Linked DNA regions of Pan troglodytes: regions 2, 3, 4 and 5 are each linked to region 1. Evidence: chromatin contacts called from public HiChIP or PLAC-seq data. All regions are on one chromosome and are shown on one strand. Each heading gives the region's core, a stretch centred on a gene start, on an enhancer-like site or on the middle of the called end of the contact. The rest is flanking DNA. Distances are from core to core; before and after follow the strand shown. Region 1 holds the start of TMEM141 (transmembrane protein 141). Region 2 holds the start of TUBB4B (tubulin beta 4B class IVb). Region 3 holds the start of ANAPC2 (anaphase promoting complex subunit 2). Region 4 holds the start of LRRC26 (leucine rich repeat containing 26). Region 5 holds the start of NPDC1 (neural proliferation, differentiation and control 1).

The links. HiChIP or PLAC-seq counts read pairs in DNA pulled down with a chosen protein or histone mark.
Region 2: a contact with region 1 is called in an H3K4me3 HiChIP or PLAC-seq map of stem cell-derived excitatory neurons, with 5 times the contacts expected there. The contact joins the promoter of TUBB4B here to the promoter of TMEM141 in region 1. A contact is called at or near these places in 1 of 7 Hi-C or Micro-C datasets (stem cell-derived neural progenitor cells) and 1 of 1 datasets of contacts at active chromatin or transcription factors (stem cell-derived excitatory neurons).
Region 3: an H3K4me3 HiChIP or PLAC-seq map of stem cell-derived excitatory neurons shows a contact between it and region 1, with 4 times the contacts expected there. The contact joins the promoter of ANAPC2 here to the promoter of TMEM141 in region 1. A contact is called at or near these places in 1 of 7 Hi-C or Micro-C datasets (stem cell-derived neural progenitor cells) and 1 of 1 datasets of contacts at active chromatin or transcription factors (stem cell-derived excitatory neurons).
Region 4: an H3K4me3 HiChIP or PLAC-seq map of stem cell-derived excitatory neurons shows a contact between it and region 1, with 4 times the contacts expected there. The contact joins the promoter of LRRC26 here to the promoter of TMEM141 in region 1. A contact is called at or near these places in 1 of 7 Hi-C or Micro-C datasets (stem cell-derived neural progenitor cells) and 1 of 1 datasets of contacts at active chromatin or transcription factors (stem cell-derived excitatory neurons).
Region 5: an H3K4me3 HiChIP or PLAC-seq map of stem cell-derived excitatory neurons shows a contact between it and region 1, with 5 times the contacts expected there. The contact joins the promoter of NPDC1 here to the promoter of TMEM141 in region 1. A contact is called at or near these places in 3 of 7 Hi-C or Micro-C datasets (blood, induced pluripotent stem cells and stem cell-derived neural progenitor cells) and 1 of 1 datasets of contacts at active chromatin or transcription factors (stem cell-derived excitatory neurons).

The regions. Positions count from the first base shown.
Region 1 is chr11:1,665,032-1,667,636 of NHGRI_mPanTro3-v2.0_pri, reverse strand. It overlaps TMEM141 (transmembrane protein 141), which reads left to right and starts at 1,296. Exons shown (of 5, transcript XM_001162853.7): 1 at 1,296-1,438; 2 at 1,725-1,791; 3 at 1,961-2,044; 4 at 2,265-2,372. The coding sequence starts at 1,385.
Region 2 is chr11:1,212,482-1,215,086 of NHGRI_mPanTro3-v2.0_pri, reverse strand. TUBB4B (tubulin beta 4B class IVb) reads left to right here and starts at 1,307. Exons shown (of 4, transcript NM_001246378.1): 1 at 1,307-1,434; 2 at 1,738-1,846; 3 at 1,928-2,038; 4 at 2,516-2,605. The coding sequence starts at 1,378.
Region 3 is chr11:1,264,893-1,267,497 of NHGRI_mPanTro3-v2.0_pri, reverse strand. ANAPC2 (anaphase promoting complex subunit 2) reads right to left here and starts at 1,315. Exons shown (of 13, transcript XM_016962223.3): 1 at 974-1,315; 2 at 39-661. The coding sequence starts at 1,090. It overlaps SSNA1 (SS nuclear autoantigen 1), which reads left to right and starts at 1,208. Exons shown (of 3, transcript XM_001137367.7): 1 at 1,208-1,336; 2 at 1,624-1,823; 3 at 2,355-2,605. The coding sequence starts at 1,285. The coding sequence ends at 2,462.
Region 4 is chr11:1,282,585-1,285,189 of NHGRI_mPanTro3-v2.0_pri, reverse strand. LRRC26 (leucine rich repeat containing 26) reads right to left here and starts at 1,280. Exons shown (of 2, transcript XM_063787370.1): 1 at 73-1,280. The coding sequence starts at 751. TMEM210 (transmembrane protein 210) reads right to left here. Exons shown (of 4, transcript XM_016962226.2): 2 at 2,381-2,516; 3 at 2,154-2,183; 4 at 1,671-1,907. The coding sequence ends at 1,718.
Region 5 is chr11:1,404,555-1,407,159 of NHGRI_mPanTro3-v2.0_pri, reverse strand. NPDC1 (neural proliferation, differentiation and control 1) reads right to left here and starts at 1,313. Exons shown (of 9, transcript XR_010148524.1): 1 at 505-1,313.

The DNA.
Region 1 (2,605 bases), core at 47-2,546:
TGGAGTGCAGTGGCACGATCTTGGCTCCCTGCAACCTCCGCCTCCCAGGTTCAAGTGATTCTCCTGCCTCAGCCTCCCCAGTACCTGGGATTATAGGCACCTGCCACCACGCCCGGCTAATTTTCGTATTTTTAGTAGAGACGGGGTTTCACCATCTTGGCCAGGCTAGTATTTAACTCCTGACCTTGTGATCCACCCGCCTCGGCCTCCCAAAGTGCTGGGATTACAGGCGTAAGCCACCGCGCCTGGCCAAGATTTCATCTTTTTACCTCATATTTCTTAGGAATTTAATGGTTATATGTTGTCTTTTTTCCCATGCCTTTTGGCTCAAGCAACACGTGTATCAGTGTTGACTTTTTCTTTCTTTGATCTAGTTAAAAAAAAAACCACATAATAATTCTTTGAAGAAAGGAAGGGGTTAATTTTTTCCCCTAGCACTTTCTTGAAGATCAAGGACTTTATCGATGAAAAAGTAGTAAATAGTTATTTGTAACCTGTGTGAAGCAGCAGCCTGACTTGAAGTCGTCCGTTCTTGCTAATGGTTACACCAGTGAATACTAGTGGAATTGTTTGGGCTGATTTTAGTTTCTCTTAATCAAAATTACTAGATGATAGAATTCAAGAACTTGTGCATGTTATTACTTGGTGTATCGATAATTATTTAAAAGTAAAGACTCTTTGTCATGCAAAACAAAAGGAGTTTGAGGCTCAGCTACTAAGCTGCTGGTTACAGAACCACTTTGCTAAACAGTAATTTTATACATCCCCACTCCGTGGTGGCTTATGAGAAATTCAATCCCTGATTGTAGTCCTCAAGCAAAATAACTCTTGACAATCATTAGGCCTCTGCAAGTGTGGGAATGAGGCCCGGCCGGGGGGAGGAGCGCACGCTCTCAGCCACGCCCCGCCCGGTGCCCGCCTTCGCCCCGCCCAGTCGTCGCCGGAGGTCACAGGGCCCAAGCTCCTAGAGGCGTGGCCAGGCCCCAGGCCCCACCCCTCTCCCCTGCGCTCTAGCAGGCTCGATCCATGCTCCGCCCCCAATCCAAGGCCCTGGCCCCTCCGCCTGCACCTGGCAGGCCCCGCCTCTTAGAACCCGACACCTCCGCCTGCGCAGGCCCGCTCCCCGGTCCTGTCTCTCAGGCCCCGCCCCCAGGTCGCGTCTCCAAAGTCCCGTCCCTCAGGCCCCGCCCTCAGGCCCCGTCTCCTAGGCCCCGCCCCCTCCGCCTGTTCCAGCGCGCGCCCGTCCCTAGGCCTCGCCCCCAGATCCGGGCCCCACTCCTCCGCCCGCAACTGCGCAGGCCTGTCCTCTAGGCCACACCCCCAGGTTCCCGCCCCGCCCTTCCGCCTGCGCCTGCGCAGGCCCGCTCCCCGAGCCCTGCCAACCATGGTGAATTTGGGTCTGTCCCGGGTGGACGACGCCGTGGCTGCCAAGCACCCGGTGAGAAGGCCGGTCTGGGACGCGGGCCTCAGACCCCACAAGCTGACCTGAGCGAGACGGGGGGCTGGGGCGTGGGGGTGCCTTCGTCAGGGAAGAGTGGCGGAGGCTGGGGGCACTCTCTTGCTAAGGGGCTCAGGGCGTCCGGGTTGGCATCGGGGAGGTGGGACGTGTCCAAGTGCCCAGGGTCTCACTCCTCCACAGCCAGGGTGTGCCCAGAGGAGGGACAGGAGAGGCGGTGAAGGAAGAGGGCAGGGGATCGAGCCTTCACCCGCCTCTGCCACCCCAGGGACTCGGGGAGTATGCCGCATGCCAGTCACACGCCTTCATGAAGGGCGTTTTCACCTTCATCACAGGTAGGCTGCGTCCAGGTGTCCTGCGGCTGGGAGAGAACGCACCCTCCTGCCCTGCCCTGGCTCCCCAGCAGGGGGCGCCAAGTCACCTGCCCGCAGGTGCTGGGGGCCTGGCAAGGTGGGCCCTGGCCATCCCCGGGTACAGGTTGATGGGGACCTCGGCTCTTTGCAGGCACTGGCATGGCCTTTGGCTTGCAGATGTTCATTCAGAGGAAGTTTCCATACCCTTTGCAGTGGAGCCTCCTAGTGGCCGTGGGTGGGTACTCCAGGGCCCCTGCCTGGGCTCTTTGAGGGGTGGGTTTCTGCTAGGGTTGGGGCTGTGGTTCTGCGTCCCTGACTCTGACGTGGAGCCCCAGGTCTCGGCGGGAGCCCCACCTGAGCCCACCCACCACGTCTGTCAGGAAGTAGCCTGTGCCCGGTTCTCTTAGCCTGGGAAGCACAGAGGCCCCAGCCCTCTTCCATTTCCTGCTCCACAGTTGCAGGCTCTGTGGTCAGCTACGGGGTGACGAGAGTGGAGTCGGAGAAATGCAACAACCTCTGGCTCTTCCTGGAGACCGGGCAGCTCCCCAAAGACAGGAGCACAGGTGAGAGAGCCTGGGGGTTAGCGAGAAGTGAATGCCACAGCTCCAGCACCCAGAGTTTTGGGCAGCCAAGCCTGGGTGCACCATGCGATAGCCTAGACAAGGTCCCTCCCTCTGGCCCAGCCTCCTCAGCATGTGACTCCCAGATGGGTTGGAGCTGGGGGTGGGCGCAGTAGACAGATCTTGGAGAGCTCCCTTTGAGGAGAAAGAACCAAGAGGGGCTGGGGTGCCCCTGA
Region 2 (2,605 bases), core at 58-2,557, 450 kb after region 1:
TCCCACCTACTGGGGAGGCTGAGGCAGAAGAATCGCTTCAACCCGGGGCGGGGGGGAGCCAAGATCGCGCCACTGCACTCCAGCCCGGGAGACAGAGCGAGACTCTGTCTCAAAATAATAAATTAAGTAAAATAAAAATACTGCAAAAATACAGCGCGTTTGTTTTTAAACAGGCGCAACCACATGTAATTCATTTTAAGTTTCTTTTCCCACCCAAGTAAAAACCAAGTCATAAATTAGGAAAAGCATTAACAGAAATATGTCTCAGCCCCAGCGCGCTGACCTGTGGTTGGAATACCGGCCCTGGAGCCCGGAGGTCGGGGCCCACCCGCCGAGGGAGGTCTGGGCGCTGTCCTGGTCTCCACGGAGCTCGCGCACTCACGGGGCCGAGGCACCAAGGCGACCGGCGCAGAGCCAGCGCCGTCTCCACAACAGGGCAGGGCGCGCAGCTGCGGGGGAGGCCTCGCCCCTCCGCTCCCCTCCCCTGCCCTCCGCCCCGGCCCTCGGGGCGCGGCGTCCCCCACGTGCTCCCCTCACGCGACCGCGAGGGCAGTGGGCGTGCGGGACCCGGGAGCAGGAAACTCCGTGCCCTCTGCGGCTCTGTGGAGAGCTCCCCTCCACCGCCGCAGCCCCCGAGCCCGTGTATCTTCCTGCCTTTAAGGCATCGCAGCCTCCTCGGCCTGGAGGCCCCGGGCTCGCTCCGTGCGGACCCCGCTCCAGAACCCGCCCAGCGCGCAGATGCCGTGTCCCGGCGCAAGGCCAGAGAGGGCGCAACTCTGGACGCGGGGCCGCCACCGAGCCTGCCCTTCCCGGCTCCCGAAAGGCCCCGGGCTCAGAGCCAAGACTGCGCTTGCCCGAGGCCCGTCGGGCCCGCCCTCCCCCGGCGCCCCCAGCGCAGCTGCCCGCCGCCCGACCGGAAACCCGCACCCGCGCCTGCGCCCCACTCCGTCCGCGCGCCGGCCGCGGCACTGCGGCGGTTACCAGGACGCTGAAGCAGCGCAGCCAATAGCGCCAGCCTGGCGGCGTGCTCCCGGCAGCCAGCCAATGAGACGGCAAATCAATCATTTGAAACACCCAATGGACGGAGCACTGCGGCGCCAGGGGGGGGATTGTGATAGGGAGATGGGAGGCTGTGGCTGACCAATAAAGACCAAACTGGCTTAAAAAGGCGGACCTTAGGCAGCTTGATTGACGGGGGCAAGGCCAATCAAACGAGGGAGCTTGCCAGCCTCGTTCTGGCAGCCCATTCCGAGACTAGCGGAGGCGGGCAGGGAGGGTATATAAGCGTTGGCGGAGCGTCGGTTGTAGCACTCTGCGCGCCCGCTCCTGTGCTGCTGGTTGTCTACTTCTTCTTGCTTCCCCGCCACCGCCGCCATCATGAGGGAAATCGTGCACTTGCAGGCCGGGCAGTGCGGCAACCAAATCGGCGCCAAGGTAAGTTGCCGGGGCGCTGGGGCCAGGCGGGCCTGCCGGGCGGTGTGGGCGGGCGGCCGGGGAAGATGGCGGCAGCAGCGGCCGGGCGGCGCCCCCGCATTGCGGCCGCCGGGCCCCCTCCGCGGGGAATTGGCCGAGCCGGGCGACCGAAGCCCCCAGGAACCCGGCGGCCAGGGCGCGCGGGGCGGGGGAGGGGCGGGGAGGGCCGGGCTGCCGCGCCCGTCCGGGGCGGGGCTGCCTCTCTGCGCACCGGCCGCGGTGACTCAGCCCCGGCCCGCCCGGGCCCGCCCGCGTCCCTTGTAGTTTTGGGAGGTGATCAGCGATGAGCACGGCATCGACCCCACGGGCACCTACCACGGGGACAGCGACCTGCAGCTGGAACGCATCAACGTGTACTACAATGAGGCCACCGGTGAGGCCCCGGCCCCTTCCCCGACCGCCCTCCGGGGACCCCGCGGCCCCTGCCTTGGCTGACGCCCTCCCGTTCCCGCAGGCGGCAAGTACGTGCCCCGCGCCGTGCTCGTGGATCTGGAGCCCGGCACCATGGACTCCGTGCGCTCGGGGCCCTTCGGGCAGATCTTCCGGCCGGACAACTTCGTTTTCGGTGAGCCGTGGCTGGGGACTGGGCGGCGGCTCAAAGGTCAAGGGGCTGCTCCAAGGGCACCGCCGTGGGAACTGCGCAGCCGGGGCCCCTGGACGCCCTCCTCTTCTCTGAGCCACTCAATCCCCTCTACTAAATCGGCTTTGGGAGCAAGGTCCAGCTGTCTGCCGAGGCGACGAGCCGCCACACACGTAATCTCCCTGCAGGGAGCTGAGCTGGGGCAGTGGCTGCTCCTCTGTCCTTGGGAATTGGCAGTGGCCCCCCCGGGGAGGGGTTTGTTGTTAAGCTGTCAGGTTTGGCCCCTGACTTAATTCGTAGCAGGGCAGGCTGCCGTGTTTTGGCTTTGAAGGGTCCGTTTGCTCTACCTGCAGGGTGAATTCTGTGGTCAGCTCACACCATGTCACTCGGCTTTTTTCGCGTGGTGGTGACCAGTAGTGCTGTCTACCTGGCTGACGAATGATTAGCTGTGTTCTCTCTCAGGTCAGAGTGGTGCTGGGAACAACTGGGCCAAGGGGCACTACACAGAAGGCGCGGAGCTGGTGGACTCGGTGCTGGATGTTGTGAGAAAGG
Region 3 (2,605 bases), core at 66-2,565, 400 kb after region 1:
AAGGAGCAAGGGCATGGCCATCGGGACAGACTACTCACAAGACCTGGCTGAGCTGATGGAACTGCTCCAGAGCCTGGCGACACCAGCACTGTTGCTTGTCACTGCTGCACCCTGCACACAGCGGGCTCTGCAGGAGCCGGTAGTACCGGCGACGGGCATACCGGCTGTCCAGCTCCCCTTCCAGTTCCGGGTCTGTGCCCCCTTCCCCCTTCCTCTTACTCTGCATATAGACTCTCAAGAAGCACCCATACAGACGCTGGATCATCTCTTGGAAGGTTCTGGGGGTGCTAAAGAACAAGACTCCGCGCAACATAGTGTGGACTTTTTCTCGCAGCCCCTGAGCACCAGTGCCCATCAGCAAGCCCAGGCGAGTCCATTTCTCCAGCAGCTCTAGGCTACGCAGGTAGGGATCCAGGCGGCTCTCCAGCAGGCCAAAAGCGTCAAGGAGCAGCAAAAGGCACTGGGGCTCATCCGCAGAGTTCTCGCATTGGGAGATGGCATTCCAGAACTCAGGGGAGATGTTGGCCTGCAGATCGTTCTGCAGCACCTCCACGAACCACTCCTCCAGGACCGAGTGTAGCCCGTGGCCCCTCAGAACCTCCACCGCCGCCCGGAGCTCCTCTTCCTTTGGCGGGACTGCACCGCTGGTCCGGGAAGACACCTGGAGCGCAGAAAGCCGTGAGGCGAGGGGAACACAACATAGAGGTGGGGAGAAGCGGGGAAGGGAAAAAGCTGAAGGGGAGGCTGCAAAAACTCCGCTGCCCCCTGTCCGTGCTGCCCGGACGTTGGGCCGAAGCTATGGAAGGGCTGTCAGCGGAGCTGAACGAAACGAAACGGAAAGGTGGTGGGAAATGGCAGGACAGGACAGAGGCGGATGATGGACAGAGCCGTATGAACCCGAGGGTAGCCGCCCCAAAGCGCCTACGGTCCCGGAAACTCCGCGCGGGGCCGCCCCTCTCTTCCCAGGCCTCACCAGCCCCAGCGCAGCCGGCGGCACCAGGCCGGTGCTCACGGTGTTCCAGGCCACTAACAACTCCTGTCCGGGCCGGGAGTCGCTGTCCCCCTCCGCCACCACAACTGCCGCCGCCATCTGCACCCACCGACTCCGAGATTCGCTCGGCGCGGCGCGCGGCGATGACGCACGTCTGCACGCGCAGCCATGACGCGCACAAGGCGCTCAGCGATGACGCGCTAGTTCGGCGCGCCGTGGAGGAGTCGTGCGCAGGCGCGGACAGCGCTGCTTCCGCGGCGGTTGGGGTGGCGGGGCCCCGGGCGGCGTTGACCATGACCCAGCAGGGCGCGGCGCTGCAAAACTACAACAACGAGCTGGTCAAGTGTGAGCGGCGCAGCCGGGACGGGGAGGTCGGGAGGGCCGCAGGGCCGGGTTCCCGGCTCGCAGCGGGGTGCCCCTGGACCCGCCTCGCTGCGGGCATCGCGCGGCTGAGCAGAGCCCTCCGTGCCGGAGGCTGGGTGTCCGTGGCCCGAGCCCTCGCTGGCTCGCAGGCCCCGCGCCGGGCGCTCGTGGGTGGTGCCTGACTCTGGCTTCCTCGGGTGGAAGGAGGCCCGCCCTCCGCCGCCGCGCTCCTGCCCTGGGCCCACAGCGCCGCCCCTCCCGGCCCCCAGGCATAGAGGAGCTGTGCCAGAAGCGGGAGGAGCTGTGCCGGCAGATACAGGAGGAGGAGGACGAGAAGCAGCGGCTGCAGAATGAGGTGAGGCAGCTGACAGAGAAGCTGGCCCGCGTCAACGAGAACCTGGCACGCAAGATTGCCTCTCGCAACGAGTTCGACCGGACCATCGCGGAGACGGAGGCCGCCTACCTCAAGGTGGAGCTCGGGAGGCCAGGCCGAGCATCAGGGGATAGGCACGGCAGGGGTGTTGCCACGGCAGGGCGTCAGGACCGTCTGGGGCTCCCGGCTGTGGACAGTCTGTGTGCCTCGCTGGCATTTCGGGCAGGGGCAGCGTGGCCAGGCCCATTGAGGAACCCAGGCTGCTGTGGGAGTGACTGTGGGGCCTGGGGCATCCTGGGTCCTGGTCTTTATCCGGTTCTCGCTAGCCATGTGGTTCTTTCTGCTCAGTGTGAAGAGCCAGGTCTTGGGCAGAGCACCCAGCACGGGCCAGTGCTAACCCAGCCTGGCTTTGAGGGTGGAGAGGAAGTGTTTTGGGTCAGATTCCGGAGGGAAGAGGGCCCTGCCACCCCATCTGCCAGTCCCCTTGGGCTTCCGCCTTCCCCCACACAGGATCCCTTGGCTACAGCACCCCCAGCCAGGTCCCAGCACCTGAGTGTGAGGACAGCTGGGGCTTAGGACCTTACCAACAGGTGAACATTAACAACCTTCTCACTTCTCTGGCCCCAGATCCTGGAGAGCTCCCAGACTTTGCTCAGCGTTCTCAAGAGGGAAGCTGGGAACCTGACCAAGGCTACAGCCCCAGACCAGAAAAGTAGCGGCGGCAGGGACAGCTGACCAGACCACGGGCAGGGCCTGCCTCCGTGTGCCCCTCAGCTCAGCCCCAGCAAGTGTGTGCTCAGAGCATCTTTGTTCTTCACGGCAGCAGCTACCTTCCCTCACTGTCTCAGGTGCCGAGAGGGGCAGGTGCCAGCCTCCAC
Region 4 (2,605 bases), core at 31-2,530, 380 kb after region 1:
ACAAAGGCGCGGCGTCAGGTGGCGGCTGCCGCACCGCCCTGCAGACCCCGACCCGCGTCCCCAGCAGCTCACCTGATGCGGGCAGCGGGTGCCGGCGCAGCCAGGCGCAGAGCGGGCGCAGCGCGCACCCGCAGCCCCAAGGGTTGCCGCGCAGGTGCAGCGCGTCTAGAGCGGGCAGGCGGCCCAGCAGCCCCGGCGCGAGTGCCGCCAGCTCGTTGTCCTGCAGGCTGAGTGAGCGCAGCAGCGGGAGCGCGCCTAGCGCCGCGGGCTCCAGGCGCGCCAGCCGGTTGCCGGCCAATGAGAGGTTGCGCAGCGCGCGTAGCGGCGCGAAAGTCCCTGGTGCCAGTGCTTCCAGCTGGTTGGCGCTCAGGTCCAGCAGCTGCAGCGCGCCCAGGCCCCAGAAGGCTCGTACATGCACCGAGTGCAGCCCGTTCTCGCGCAGGTCCAGGCGCTGTAGCGCGCCCGCTCCGGCGAAGGCACCTGGCGGCAGCGCACGGACGCGGTTGTGGTCTAGCAGCAGCGCGCGCAGGCGCAGGCTCAGGCCCGCGGGCACGGCGGGCAGCGAGAGTGCTGAGCAGCTGGCCAGGCCTCCCGGCACGCACGTGCACACCTCGGGGCAGTCCGGGGCGCCCGGGGACCCCGAGGGCAAGGCCGTGGCCGACACCTGGGCCCAGACAGGCCAAGGCGACAGCAGCAGCAACAGCAGCAGCAGCAGCAGCGGCCGAGGCCGCGACCAGGAAAGGCCCCGCATGGGGGCAGCCCCCCGGCACCCGCGGTGGGAGGCCCGCTGCCTGTGCGTCCCTGGAGCCCGTCGTCCGCGGAGCCCGTTCCTGCGGCGCCTGCACAAATATTAACTCTCTGGCCCGAGCTCAGGCAGTTCCTGTCCCACGGCTGGATCCACGCTTGGGGCGGGGGCAGGGCAAACAGCCAACGCCCGGCACCGCCAGCCACCTGTCCGGGAGCTCCAAACTACTCTTGGCTCAGCGCCGGCCACAGCGCTATCAAGACCACCTCGCCCCGCCTTGTCCACCACCGGGCGCCCGCCGAGCCCTGACCTGAGCAGCAGGACACCGCCCACCTGCACCCGCCCAGCTCACGGCTGCGACAGGCGCCCACACGCAATGCAACCCAGAGGTCCTGCTCCTCACCCGTCTCGACCCCACCCAGGCTCCGCAAAGTGATCCCAACGTGCACATGCGGAGTGGCCCCCACGCAGGGATGGTCCCATTCCCATGCTGGATGGGGCCTGGGTTGGAGACAGGCCTTGGGGTGGAAGGAGACAGCACACCCGAGGCAGGAGAGGAGGCAGGAGAGGCGTGCCTGCCCCACCCCTCCCCCCCAGGACTCTCCTGGGATAGAGGTACAGACCAGTGCAGTGGGGCAGGGGTAGCAGCCCAAGTCCTCCTGTTAAACCCAGCGCCTTTCACAGTTGCCAGTTGCAGGTCCTGTTCTAGGGGCTTTCCAAAGCTGGGTGCAGGAAGGAGCCGGGCTGACCAGCTGTGGCAGAGAAGGTGGAAACATTAGGGGTATGGCTTCCTGCCATGGGGCAGAGGAACAGGGGAACTTGCTGTGGGGCCTGGGCACCCTGCTTTGATGAGACCCATATGCGCGTGCACCCCCCATGATGCAGCCATGAGGGGTGTGAGGGCCTGCAGGGAGGACAGTGCACAACCACTAAACAAGCTTTAATTCCCCTCCCCCAGCTGCCCTCAGCCCTCTACTCAGGTGGTAGGGGCGGGGGTGGTGGCGGCTCCTCTGAAGAAGCCTCCATGGGGATGGCCACAAGGCTCTGATCCTCTAGTGGTGGCACCACGGAGACCTCCAGGTCAGCGTCCATCAGCTGGGACTCCACGTAAACCGGGTGCAGGTCCATGCGATCTTCCTGGACCCCAAAATTCTCCACCAACCTGCATGACGGGCCGGGTCATCACGAGCTGGTAGAGTCCTTGTTCCCCCAGGACAGGCCGGCGTCTGGGACAGTGCACCCCCACAAAGGGCCTCCCTTGGGACAGCACCCCTCCTCTTCCAGGGACAGCACCCCTCCTCTTCCAGGGACAGCACCCCTCCTCCAGGGACTCCCTTGGGATAGCTCCCCCCGCCAAGGGCCTCCCCTGAGACAGCGCGCCTCCCTCGAGGGCCTCCCTGGTGCTCACCTGTTGTCCACTTGTCTCGGGCATGTTTCACTGAGGGGACGAAGGCCAACATGAGTCCTGGAACAGTGCTGGGCCCCCGGACCTCCCCCAACACACGCCTAGGAAACGCCATTCCTACCCCAGGTGACGGCCCACCCAGGGGGTAAAGCCCCTCTTGCAAGACCAAGGGCCCAGGGCGGCCAGCCTGGCCTCACTCCCATCCTCTCCCGGCCCCAGGGTTCACGCACCCCTTGGCCCGCAAGACACCAATTGCCACGATGACGAGGGCACAGAAGCAGCTGGCACTGATGCCCGCCAGCACCACAAGGAGGGCGATGAGGGCCTCGCGGCTGAGGCCAAGGCTGCATTCACAGTAGGTTCCAGCTGCAGAGACAGGGCCACATGGCCACGGGCCGGTCACCTGCCTGCGGAGGGCCCCCAAGTCTGCCCCTGCCCTGGTAGCCACCAGAAGG
Region 5 (2,605 bases), core at 64-2,563, 260 kb after region 1:
ATGGCGCACAAGGCCGGTGCCCAGCGCCACCCAAGGCGTGAGGACAGGCAGAGCAGCACTGAGGCCCCGACCCCGGGACGCGCACCGGCAGCGAAGCCGGCGGGCACTCAGGGCCAGCCCCACACCCGCAGGAGCCCCGAACACGGAGACACAGAGACGCACACAGGCAGACTCCCGGCGGGCCCGCCCAGAGCCAGATGGCCGCGGCGCGGAGGCCTGAGCCAGACGGGCTCCCGGCGGAAGAAGCCATGAATGTAAGGTACGCCTCTGGGAACCGGCAGAAGCCCCATCCGGCGCGGCCTTTTGGAGGCTCCGCGCTGCGCCCTCCGGCCAGGCCTGTTTATTCCATCGTGGGCGAGGCGGGGCCGCCGCCACCAGCGGACCAGGCCTGCAGGGCCTGCGGGCCTGGGCAGGACGAGGGCGGCGGCGCCCGGCAACCCGGTCCCCGCCCGGCGATCCCGGCCCCGGGGCGCCCCGCGGCCTGCGCCCAGCGCGCTCGCTCACCCGGGTGGCCGGCGGCGGCTCCACGCAGGGCGGCGCCGAGGACGAGGCCGGAGAGCAGCAGCCGCAGCAGCCGCAGGTGCCGCGGGGAGGGCGGAGGCAGCGGCGTCGCCATCCTTCAGCGCCGCCGCCGGGGCAGCATGGCACCGCGAGGCCAGGGGCTCGGCGCGGGCTCCGGGCTCCGCGTCGGGAGCAGCGGAGGCAGCGGGGGAGGACGCAGGAGGAAGAGGAGGCGGATGCCAAGGAGGAGGAGGAGGAAGAGGAAAGGCACGGGCGGCGGCGCTGACGCTGCAGCAAGGATCCGGGATGGAGGCGCCGGCGAGGCGCGCACGCGGAGACTGCGCCTGCGCGCTCCACCTGAGGGGGCGGGAGGGCGGCTCCAGACTGCGCCCCCTCCCCCTGCTCCAGTTCTGGTCCCCTCTCCGGGCCTCGCTGGACCTCTCTCGGCCTCAGGGTGTCTCGGCACCTGCGGTCTCTGGGGCCGGTGCGGTTCCCAGAAGTCCGGCTGGGTTTGGGCCGCGGGTGGGCTTCTCCAGGATGCGCTCCCTTCTGGCCTCTTCCCGGTAGGACTCCGAGCCCCTCACCCGCACCCGCGATGGGGCAGAGGACCTGTGTGGGCCTAGCCTCGCGAGCGCACAGAGACACAGGAGCGCCGGGCGCACGCAGACAGGTGCTCACGAGCTGGGCAGGTGCACAGGAAGGCACAGGTGTGCCCACAGAGGCAGGGGCACCCCCACTCGCGGGAAAAGCAAATACAGGAACACAGAACGGCCCCGGCCCCGACTGCAGCTTTGGCTGGAGCCGCGGCGGCCGCGCGCAGTGAGGCCACCAGGGGGCAAGAGTGATCCGGAGCCACTGAGGACTGGAGCTGGGAGCTGTCCAAGGTGTTCAGGGTCCCCAGGTGACAGCCCTTTAGCTCCCTCAGGACAATGGGCATCTTTTTTTTTTTTTTTTTTTTTTTCTTTGAGACAGCGTCTCTGTCGCCTAGCCTGGAGTGCAGTGGTGCCATTTCGGCCCACTGCAACCTCCACCTCTCGGGTTCAAGTGATTCTCGTGCCTCTGCCTCCTGAGTAGCTGGGATTACAGGCGCATGCCACCATGCTGGGCTAATTTTTGTATTTTTAGTACAGACGGGGTTTCACCATGTTGCCTCAGCTGGTCTTGAACTCCTGACCTCAGGTGATACGCCAGCCTCAGCCTCCCAAAGTGCTGGGATTACAGGCGTGAGCCACTGTGCCCAGCTGACAACGGGCATCTCTGATGCCCCCCTTGCACCTCACCTGTTGCCTCCCAAGAGCACGCCCACCCCATCCCACTAGAAACCTCCTTTGACTAGTCATTCAGAGAACAAGAGTGAGACCTCCAACCCGGGGTGTCCCCTTGGTCCTTCCAGTCTCAGAACTTCAAAGCTGGGGCTGGCTGCCCTCAGGTTTATCAAATGACTTTTAAAAAATGGTGAAGAGGGGAGGGAAGAGCAGAATAAGAACCACCACCCTCCTCGCCAGGGCACTGAGCATAGAGACAGTGTCTAAGCTCACTTCCCAGGAAGGTGAGGAGGCGAGTGGGCAAGACCAGGCCTTCCCATCCTGGAGAAAACTGGCTTGGGGAGGGGCTGCAGGGCCTGGCTGGGGCTGCAGGATGCCTTTTGGAGGTGCAGGACACTCAGTCCCAGGTGAGAAGGGCAAGGTGCCCTGTGCCATTGCATGGCTCGGCTCCACAGCCAGGTTCTGTGCAAGATTCCTGCCTATGGGTCCCGGTCCTGATCTCATCTCCCACCCCTGTGCCACCTCCTGATGTGGGCCTGCCCTCCCTCCAGTCTCTACCAGCACTGACTGCCCCCTAGGAAGCCGCCTGGCTGGCTGCCACCCACTCTCCGCCACCTCCCTGACCTCTACCCTCACCCCCAGGCTCACTGTACCAGGACCCAACCTTCAGTCTGGCCTTGGTCACCAACGCAGATCCGGATGTGATGGTTTTGGGGAACTCTGCTGGCCAGAGAAGACTCAAGGGCCCAGGAACATTCCCTCGGGCCAGCCATCCTGCAGCTACTCTAGGCTGCCACGGCACAGCAGGGCAGCAGCCAGTGCCCCAGGCCTGGCTCCAG